Linked DNA regions of Hordeum vulgare: region 1 is linked to region 2. The links are chromatin contacts, called in public Hi-C maps. All regions are on one chromosome and are shown on one strand. The core of a region is the stretch at or near the end of the contact, and the rest is flanking DNA. Distances in the headings are between cores, read along the strand shown. Region 1 holds the start of LOC123397089 (ribosome production factor 2 homolog). Region 2 holds the start of LOC123398635 (serine/threonine-protein kinase RIPK-like).

Region 1 (4,842 bases), core at 1,688-4,187, 420 kb before region 2:
ATGCACACAGATTTTGTAATTGTCGGTGCTAAATTGTTCCTTGGGCTACTTTCATCTGCACATGCCATAGAGAGACTAGACTAGCACAGGAAATGTTGCCCACAATATTCTCACGGTTACAGGTCTCGACAGATAATCAGCTGAGCCAGCCGTCAGCTAAAGATAGAAGCCACAAAAAGCTGCACTTTGTCAACCACATTTGTAGTTCAGCGCAAGCTGCACTTTCACAGAGCGATAAAGAAAAGGTTGCAAAAATGGAGGATAAGCGGATTCAGAAAGGGCACGGTATTCATGATAACCAAACTTAACCATTTCATCACAATAGTCATCTTTGGCCGGCTAATATCAGGGGCTAATAACAACAGTATAAAACAAAATACTTGTAACATATGAATGCTCCAAAGTTCCATGCTTATGTCTGATAGAGAAGCTGCCTCGATACTGATGCCGAAGTCCGTACACAGGTTTGATATGATAGCCTAAAAGATGGTACCGGACTATTTACCACTCAATCTAACAATCCAAAGTCGTTAACTGACCAGTTACATATACTAGCCTTCTCCAGTGGTCACTCAGGGTTTTCGCCCACCTTTTGCTTCTTCGAGTGCTCCTTGTTTTTCTTGGCATCACGGCGCTCCCGCTTCAGACCCTTTATGTTGCTTGTTACGGTCAATTTTGAAACCTTTCAGTCAAAAAAACAATGAATCTGATTAGCATGCAGATAGGTTAAATTCAAACTTCAACTGCTGATAAAACAAATTAGACACACACCTCCTGGTCTGGAATGTAGATTCTGCCCCGCTTGCCTTCAATTGGATGATCCGTGACATTTTTCACCTGTAAAGATGTCAATGCAGTTGTGAATACATACTGACATACAAGTTCTCAGTGAGAAAATTAGGGCAGAAAGTATGGTTGTCGGCTAATGGCACCAGTTAGCAACATAACCATCAGGATAACATAGTCTGATGGGCAACAGACAGTTGTTCCATTAGAATTACCTTCTTAGCATGACCAGGAGCCTTCATAGCTTCTTTCTGCAGACTATCAGCTGCTTGTCGGTGCCGCCTAAGTACCAGATCCATTGAAGGACCAACTTCAACCAGCTCCATTCTGGGAATAGATGTGCCTGACCTTTTTAGACGGAGAGCACAGTGCATCATGTAGACAGTAGTAGGAGAAATTGCTGTGCACACGAATATCCTATCTACACCAGCAAGGTTCAGATTCTCTACTACCTGTATCAAAAATGAACTGGTTACTAATTAAGCTCAACAGATTATCTATATGTATCCTACACGCCAACTTATATATAAAGATACGCACCTCTCCTTTGAAATGATCAAGCAGCATTTCCTTCAAATGCTTCAGCCCTTCAACACTCTCAAAGTGCTCCCCAATGAAAGCAAAGAAAGGCTTTGTCCCAAGTTTAGGTGCCAACTTCTTATCATATGCATAGGATTCTATGGATTTGTAGTTCTCAACTCCTACTTCAACAAGGTCATATATGTGGTGATCATAAGTCCTTCCCAAAACAAGATTGTTGGGCCTCTTCTTTGAATGCGAACCATACTGCAGACACGTAAGTAGTTACAGTTAAAAATAATGGAGAATAATATTCTCTACATTTAGCATGCAAAGGGAAATGATAAAATCATTATAACAGACATGGAAACAGGTTCCATACTGGTGTTCAGAAAGTCACTATCTAGCTCATTATTAATGAGATTTAATTGAGAGAATCATCGATTTGATATTTATTTTCTCAAATGAATAACAATTCCTCATTCCCATGAACTACATAACAAAACAAATCAAGGCAGCATAATACAACTTACCACTAAAAGGCTGCAGTCAGATTTAAGGGAGAAGAACTCCAGGGAAGTTTCACCCCCGCTCTCAAATGGCCTGATGCTGTCGTTCTTCTTGGTGAACTTGACAGCATGATCACGCTTCAGGTGAAAAAAATCTGCCAGCACAGAGTTCAAAACTGCGCTGGTCTTTGTACCATGGAGAATAAGCATCTTCTTGCCATTCTCAACCTGGATCAAGCAGTAGAACATGTGGTTAAGCAACTAAATTAAGATTTGCATGTGGTTATCTGTACAGAGCATAGAATATGTGCCAGAAAATATGGCCACTCCTTTTGTGTGTAACTCGGTTCCAATACAAGAATACAGTGTTGCAGCACACTACTCCCCGCAACTAATTTGGGAAATTGCTGGAAGATGCCAGTCTACGCTCGGCCGCAATCACAAAGACAATAACATACATACTACATTAAGAAAAACTACCATATAATTCGTTGTATCTATATACATTACAACAATTATTTACGCTGCATGGTTCCATATCTGTAACAATTAAACGAGGATAGTGTTCTTCTCGCAATGTAACTCGAGGCACGTTTGCAACAGCTGCAGAAAGGATGGAAGGGGAGAGAAGCTTACGAGCTTGGGCGCGTGCTTGAGGAGCTCGCGCTTGGCGCGCATGGTCTTGGGAACCCTGATCGGACCCATCTTGCTCATCCTCCTCCGATACAACACAAAGCCGCCCGGGAAACGGGTTGAGTCCTCTGTCTAGGCTTGGAAAGCACCTATTCGTCGCTGCAAAAACAAAAATTATAGGTCAGTGCGAAGAGAGGTGACAGGAGAAGGGCGGAACACACGACCAGCACAAAACTCAGCTGCGCCCAGCAGCATCCCCGGCGAATCCGTACGCCGCGGCCGGACGCGCGTCCTGACGCTGGCGCCGCGCGACTCACGAGATGGGAGAGAAGGGAGAGGAGAGAGGCTGGGGGAAGGGAGGGAGGGAGGTGGGAGGCTGACCTCTGCCGCCGCCGGGTGCCCTCGTTCGACCGCCGCCGCCGGGTGTGAGAGGCGAAGGGAGAGAGCGCTAGGGCTTTCGTTCGTGTGAGGTGGGAGAACCAGGGTTTTCACGGGTGGTGGTTTAGGGGAGGGGCTGTCTTGCGCAGCAGGCCATCGGGCCGCTTCGTGGTCTCTCTAGGATCTATCTGGGCCGCGGCAAAGATGCCCTTTATCTATCTTGGGCCGTAAATTGCTGGCTCAAGGCAGACTATGCGCTAAATCTCACTAACAGCGTGATTGGGCCGATTACCCTCAAACTCCATCCATTTTCACAAGGCCTGACTTCTAAATCTCTCGTGACCATCGCATGCAGAAGCCCTAGCGCTTGCAGCAGATCTCAATCTGTAGAGGATGGTTATTGCACGATTTTGGACATTAATAATGGGAGCATGGGAAATAACGGATTAATTTTGTTTTTGAAGGACGTGCAGCCAATATGGAGGCACACCATTTAGCTAAGTTTTTCCTTCTTAGAGGGCCGGGGCGCCACACCTGGTTGGGGCAGCCCCATGACCCAAATTGTATGCCACATTATGTGGTTTATGATGAATAAAGTTGTTTTACCCCCTAAAAAACGAGCATATTTTCCAGTCGCCGCAATAGACACACAATTTCATCATGAAGTATCTGTGCGAGTTGAAGGAATGTAAACCATGACATCACAGGGGGCACAGGTGTCGCGTCAAGTGCAATAAGGTTGGGTTCCTCCTCCCCAAGGTACTGTGAAGATCTGGTTTGATGGTGCGTAGCACGAAATCGGGTCGAAGGTTCCTTCAGTGCAGTTTGCAGAGACTCTGCAGGCGTGTTCTTGGGTGCTTTAGCTATCCGGTGTAAGGGTATTATTGATCTAGCCACCCTGGAAGCACTTGCGTGTCGTGAAGCACTTGCGATCGTTACGGACCTTTGGGGTATTGCATGTGATAGTGGCATCGGACTGCTAGGGTATTGTGCTTGACATAAAAAAACAACACTGGAGGCGTATACACGACCGTTATTATAGAGATATTGGAGACATCCAAAAATTTCCAACAATGCTCCTTCATCATTGAAGGAAGAGAGTGTAATGTCGAGGCACATAGACTTGCCAAACATGATTTTGGTCTAGATTACACGCGTCATGTGTGACTCAGAAATCCGTCAGGCCTACATTGTATCACCAGTATAAAACGGGGCTATAGTCCCGGTTCGTAAGGGCCTATAGTCTCGGTTCTCTAACCGGGACTATTAACTTGGGACTAAAGACCCCCCACCTTTAGTCCCTGTTTGCCACGAATCAGGACTAATACCCTTCCACGTGGCTGGCAGCGTGCGAGGCGTGGTCAGGACCTTTAGTCCCGGTTGGTGTTACCAACCGAGACTAGAGACTTTGTTGATTTGGGGGTTTGAGATTTTGAGGTTTATTGTTTATTTTTGCTTTTCATTTTCTGTTTTTCATTTAATTCTTTTTCATTTAGAACATATCTTACGCTACATACTACATATTGTACATGTTATGCGTATATAAAAATAGAATTTCTCGTACAACTGATCATATATATATCATCGAATTTCTCGCACGGGCATTCACACATACATATATATATATATATATATATATATATATATATATATATATATATATATATATATATATATATATATAATTTTCCCTACAATTAGCATTTCATTACATGGAGGCATTACAACTTGTAATGTTATTCTACTTTGGGATTTATGACCTGGTCGAACAAAAATTCCGCTATTTCCTCTTGAATATTGCTTGTACACGATCCGTTGGTAGGAACCGATCCCGCATGCCTTTCATCTTTATTAGAAAAGAAGATCGATATGAACATATTAATTGTGTGCGTATATATTAGATCATGATAAAAAGAATTGTAAATGATAAAAATGATTGGATTGTGATTTCTTATATACGAGGAACCTTTAGTCCCTGGCTAGGAACATGATTCAGAATCATAACGGATTCTCTTAA
Region 2 (4,979 bases), core at 621-3,120:
CTGAAGTTACGGGTGGCTTACCGAGTCGAGCAAGATGTTAGAGGCCTTGAAGTCGCGGTAGATCACCGGCGGGTCGGCATCGTGGAGAAAGGCAAGGCCCTTGGCCGCGCCGACAGCAATCTTCATCCTTGTCATCCACGGGAGAGAGCCATTTGTGCCTGAAGGAAATAGGATGTTTCAGGTCAGTTTCCTCCTCCACGTTGACCAAGAGCAGTAGTAACTTGCAAGCACCAGGAAGTTGGTAGAATAAATATTTTTTTTAATCTAAAATATCTAGTATCCCTTTTTAGTAAATATCCAATATCTACATTCATCTGATTTTTAAAAAGAGAAAGCGTGTGTTGCTCTTTTGGAAGGCAGATAGCAGCTCATCTGTCCTCTTGACTTGGAGAAAAGAAACTTCAGGGGAGAAGAACAGCTCATCGCTAACGGACCAGATGGCACTCAGTACGTGCCCAGGTTTCCAAATTAACACATTTCTTTATCTTGCTGGTCTCCAAGAACCACCAAACGTAGTAATCCTTAGAATGATCAATCGACAGCAAAAAGCAGTGAAGAACTCACTTTTGAAGAGGTGCGTCTCGAGGCTTCCGGCGTTCATGAACTCGTACACCAGCATCCGGTGTTCGTCCTCGTAGCAGTACCCGATCAACTTCACCAGGTTCTTGTGCCTCAATTGACCAAGAAAGAAAACCTCAGCCTGTAACAACAACCGACATAATAAGCCAGATGTTCAGCGATCAGACTCCGAATTGATCAGGCCAGCATCTGATCGTGCCGGCGCGTGCATTGGACTCTGTTTGGCACTCACCAGCCACTCCTTGTGGCCCTGCGTGCCGCAGTCCAGGTCGAGGTACTTGACGGCGACGGCCTGCGCGGCCAGCCCGGGGCGGAGGTTTTCGTCGACGGCGCCCTTGTAGACCGGGCCGAAGCCACCGCAGCCGAGGTAGTTGGCGCGGGAGAAGCTCCCCGTGGCGGTCCGGAGCTCGGCGTAGGTGAAGGCGTGCAGGTTGGAGCCGGAGAGCGTGATGGACAGGTCCTCCGGCGACAGCGTCCCCGACGAGCTGAGGCTCTTGAAGGACATCCTCGACGACGACCTCGGGCAGCGTTTCACGCTCCGGCCGGTACGCCGTCGCGAGGTGCGGTCGTCGTAGTCGTTGTCCGCCACTCTGCTGCCGCCGACGCAGCAGGGGAAGGGGTTCCAGGATTTGGCAGCCATGGCAAGAAGCGACAAGTTCCGGATATATATCAATACCGAAGGATCAAGAGAGGTTCCCTCCTCCTCCCAGGAGCTGTGAATGCAGGGTGAGGGAGAGGGTGAGCAGGACTGGAGAGAAGGCGGAGACCGGCTTTGGGTGGATGCTATGGTGGAGCGGCTAGCCGGGCCTTTATATAAGTGTGGAGTGTGGGCGGCTGCCTGTGCCACACGGATGGGCTCGTTGTCCGCGGCTCGACACTCTGCGGTAGGACAAAACAGCCGATGATGTGATGGATGGCGAAACAGGGGAAGGGAATGGTGGTGGTTGGTGGCGCGAGCGGCCCTCCAACCAGAGTTTCTACAGGCGTAGGTTGCTTATGTTTCATGGAGTTGACTCAAGCCTACCTTGTGGGAACGAACATGGGTGGATGCATGGCATGTCACACCGCGGTTTCATATACCAGATCGAACCGCGGCTTCGCGTTTTTATGGTGAAAAGCTGTCCGGGGCTGGACCATCGGACGTAGGCTAGGATGATTAAACTGACCATTCAACTTCCTCCTAGGTTAAGAGGGTGCTTGTATATGTTTTAGTATCATGACTAAAAGTAATGAGACTAAGAGGGTGCTTGGATACGTTTTAGTTCCATCACTAAAAGTAATGAGACTAAAACTTGCTAGTCTCACCCATGCTTGGATCCAAGTACTAAAGAGACTACAATCAAGTTAATGAGCATTTATTATCCTTCAAACACTCCAATCCAGAACTTGCATGAGGAGTTAAATGAGGAGAGAGAGAACTAATGCACATTTTAGTAGGGGTATCCCTGACTAAAAGATTTTAGCCTCAAGACTAGTTTTAACCTCTCTTTAGTCAGGGGTGTTTGGAACTTTAGCCTATTAAAGAGACTAGTTTTAGTCTCTTGGATCCAAGCACCCTCTAAAACTTGCTAGCCTCATTCATGCTTGGATTCAAGTACTAAAAAGACTAAAATCAAGGTAATGAACATTTATTATCCTTCAAACCCTCCAATCCAGAACTTGCCTGGGGAGTTAAATGAGGAGAGAGAGGACTAATATACATTTTAGTAGGGGTACCCCTGACTAAAAGATTTTAGCCTCAAGTCTAGTTTTAGTCTCTCTTTAGTCAGGGGTGCTTGTAACTTTAGCCTCTTAAAGAGACTAGTTTTAGTCCGATTAGTTTTAGTCTCTTGGATCCAAGCACCTTCTCATTTGGTTTAGTAGACGTGGTTTTGTGCTACGGTCGCCGTGGGTTTCATCAGTTATGCTACAGGTGCCTTTTGCAGTTTGCTTTAATTTAATTTGCATGAACGACTATGGTCTAAACGGACATGAAATGAAACTGAGGCTTAATTAGGAATAAAATATGCGCATTTGCAGTAAATTCATTCACCTTGGGAGGTTCGAATTTGGACATGGTGTTGTGCAAGGCTGTTTTGGTAAAAACTTGAGTGGAATGCTGGAGGGATTGGAAGGTTAACAGGCCAAGAAGATGAGAAAGGCCTGGCAATATTTTTCTGCAGATCTTTCTGATAAACACCGGCGTTGTCACTACCTGTATCTTTAAAATTAGGCGAAATTCAAGGTACCACACAGGTTTTACAGGGTCAAAACTCTCGTATTTGTTACTCCGTTTTTACCGAGTAAACAATATAGATGTTCACACATTGGTCCAACGAAAGAAAAATAATTTCGCTTACTTTTTTTTTTTGCATTCAAACTCGAGAGATTTACTCAACAAAAGTGCTCCTGGCATCATCAGCCAACAGACTGGTGAACAGGAAGGATGGTCTATCATCAGTTTAACTTTAGCATCATCAGCCAACAGACTGGTGAACAGGAAGGATGGTCTATCATCAGTTTAACTTTCGGTGACCGTCAATGTGCCAGCATGCTTTGCACAAAGATGAGTCTCCACATTGGCTGACCTCATTACATGTTGATTTGTAAAGAATGTTTGTTTATGCCAATTGTGAGCGGGAGGAGGCCACATAAGGACCTACCACATCAAATCCGACAGGAAATAGGATCCAAAGTAGCCAAATGATTGAAAAAACCGACCACATCAAATCCGACAGGAAATAGGATCCAAAGTAGCCAAATGATTGAAAAAACCGACCACATCAAATCCGACAGGAAATAGGATCCAAAGTAGCCAAATGATTGAAAAAGAGCATTTATTATCAATCCAACCCTGTCATCCAAACACCTATTTGGTTAGAGTTAATTCAGTGTTAGTTTAGGGTTAGAATCTAACTCTAACCTCTAACCGACTTAGAGTATCCAAACAGGGTCATTCAAGTATAATTGGGTTTGCTTCGGCTATTAAAGTCGGCCAGCCTCGGACGAAAACGCTACACTCCTCTAAAAGCCGATGCACACCAAAAACACATCCATCGTGATGGCAAGTCGTCTATTGCCTTCCCTCAAAAAAAAGTCGTCTATTGCCTACAAGTGGCGACCATCGCATGACTCTGGATCAGCGAGAGCCTTGGATCGAGTTAGCATCATCACCCACGGTCTTTAGGCTCCTCGTCATCAATGGCTCCAAAGAACATCAAGTAGAAGCCGATCTCCTTGGACAACGAGGAGCAGAAGTCACCCCTCCTCGCCGACGCAGCCGATACGGACGACGAATTTGTGCTGCACATGAAAATGGCGCTGCAGAGTCATGGGCCACAGTCTAGCACCACCGTCTCCACGTGTCAACCATGGAGTCCGAATCAGATGTCGTGTGAAGGAGGAGTGTCGGTGTACTAAAGAACATGTCCTTTAGCACCCTGACTTGTGCACAAACAACGTCAGCCTCTTTACCGACAAGCCCTGCCGAAAGACTACTACACTCAAGACACTAGCAAGCCCTAAGCTGCTTGCCGATAAAGTAAAGACACCGGAAAGCTCCAAGCTACTTGTCAGCAAGATGAAGGCCCGGTAAGCTCCCTATCGGCAAGCTCCCACTACCGAACCACCGCTCCACCTCATCAGGCTGATTCTCACTTGTCGGTGAGGTGTCGAGTGGGCAGGCGGTTAGGTAGAGCTTGTCGGGGTACATGGCGGCTCCGGAGGATTAATCCACATTTATTGACACCCGTCCTAATGGCGTGACAGAATAACAAAAGGTAGTTGGGCGAGCGGCACAGAAGGAGGGGCCGTTCTTGCCGGGAGACGACACCAACACGATACCTCACGACGCATGTATTTACTATTGTAGTTTGTGTCAACAGTTTGACCATTGTTGAAATCACTATTTGCCCCCATGTAATTATCATTTTAGCCATTATGATAACCCCTTAGCCTATAAAAGGACGCCCATGGCTATCTTTACAAGGGTCGAAACCCTACCCATTTGCTCGCGTAGCCGCACTTCCGAGTATCTTGCCGGCAAGCTGTTTGTTGTAGTCATCTATTACGTGTCATGATCTACATACCCCAAGGTGACAATAATTGAGATTCTTTACGATGATTGTGGTAGTTTGAGGAGTTCATGTATTCACTATATGTTATGCTTTGTTCCAGTTCTCTATTAAAATGAGGCCTTAATATTCCTAAGTTTCCAACAGGACCTTGCTGTCACGGGAGGGTAGGACAAAAAATGTCATGCAAGTTCTTATCACATGCACGTATGACTATATACGGAATACATGCTTATATTATATTGATAAATTATAGTTAGTTCTGTGTCGCTCTAGTGTGTTACTGTTACATGATTGGTGTCATTCATATCTTTTCATCGCTCCTCCATGTGCCTACGCTTTACATAT

What was found. A called contact is a pair of places that touch in the nucleus more often than the background predicts.
Region 1: a contact with region 2 is called in a Hi-C map of seedling, with 10 times the contacts expected there. The contact joins the promoter of LOC123397089 here to the promoter of LOC123398635 in region 2. A contact is called at or near these places in 1 of 6 Hi-C or Micro-C datasets (seedling) and 1 of 1 datasets of contacts at active chromatin or transcription factors (embryo).

What each region holds. Positions count from the first base shown.
Region 1 is chr5H:430,580,436-430,585,277 of MorexV3_pseudomolecules_assembly, reverse strand. LOC123397089 (ribosome production factor 2 homolog) reads right to left here and starts at 2,937. Exons shown (of 7, transcript XM_045091773.1): 1 at 2,829-2,937; 2 at 2,451-2,606; 3 at 1,839-2,042; 4 at 1,327-1,572; 5 at 1,002-1,238; 6 at 772-837; 7 at 289-682. The coding sequence starts at 2,528. The coding sequence ends at 569.
Region 2 is chr5H:430,155,087-430,160,065 of MorexV3_pseudomolecules_assembly, reverse strand. LOC123398635 (serine/threonine-protein kinase RIPK-like) reads right to left here and starts at 1,870. Exons shown (of 4, transcript XM_045093086.1): 1 at 812-1,870; 2 at 565-700; 3 at 22-158. The coding sequence starts at 1,219. It overlaps LOC123398636 (a long non-coding RNA gene), which reads left to right and starts at 89. Exons shown (of 3, transcript XR_006610224.1): 1 at 89-181; 2 at 361-447; 3 at 543-635.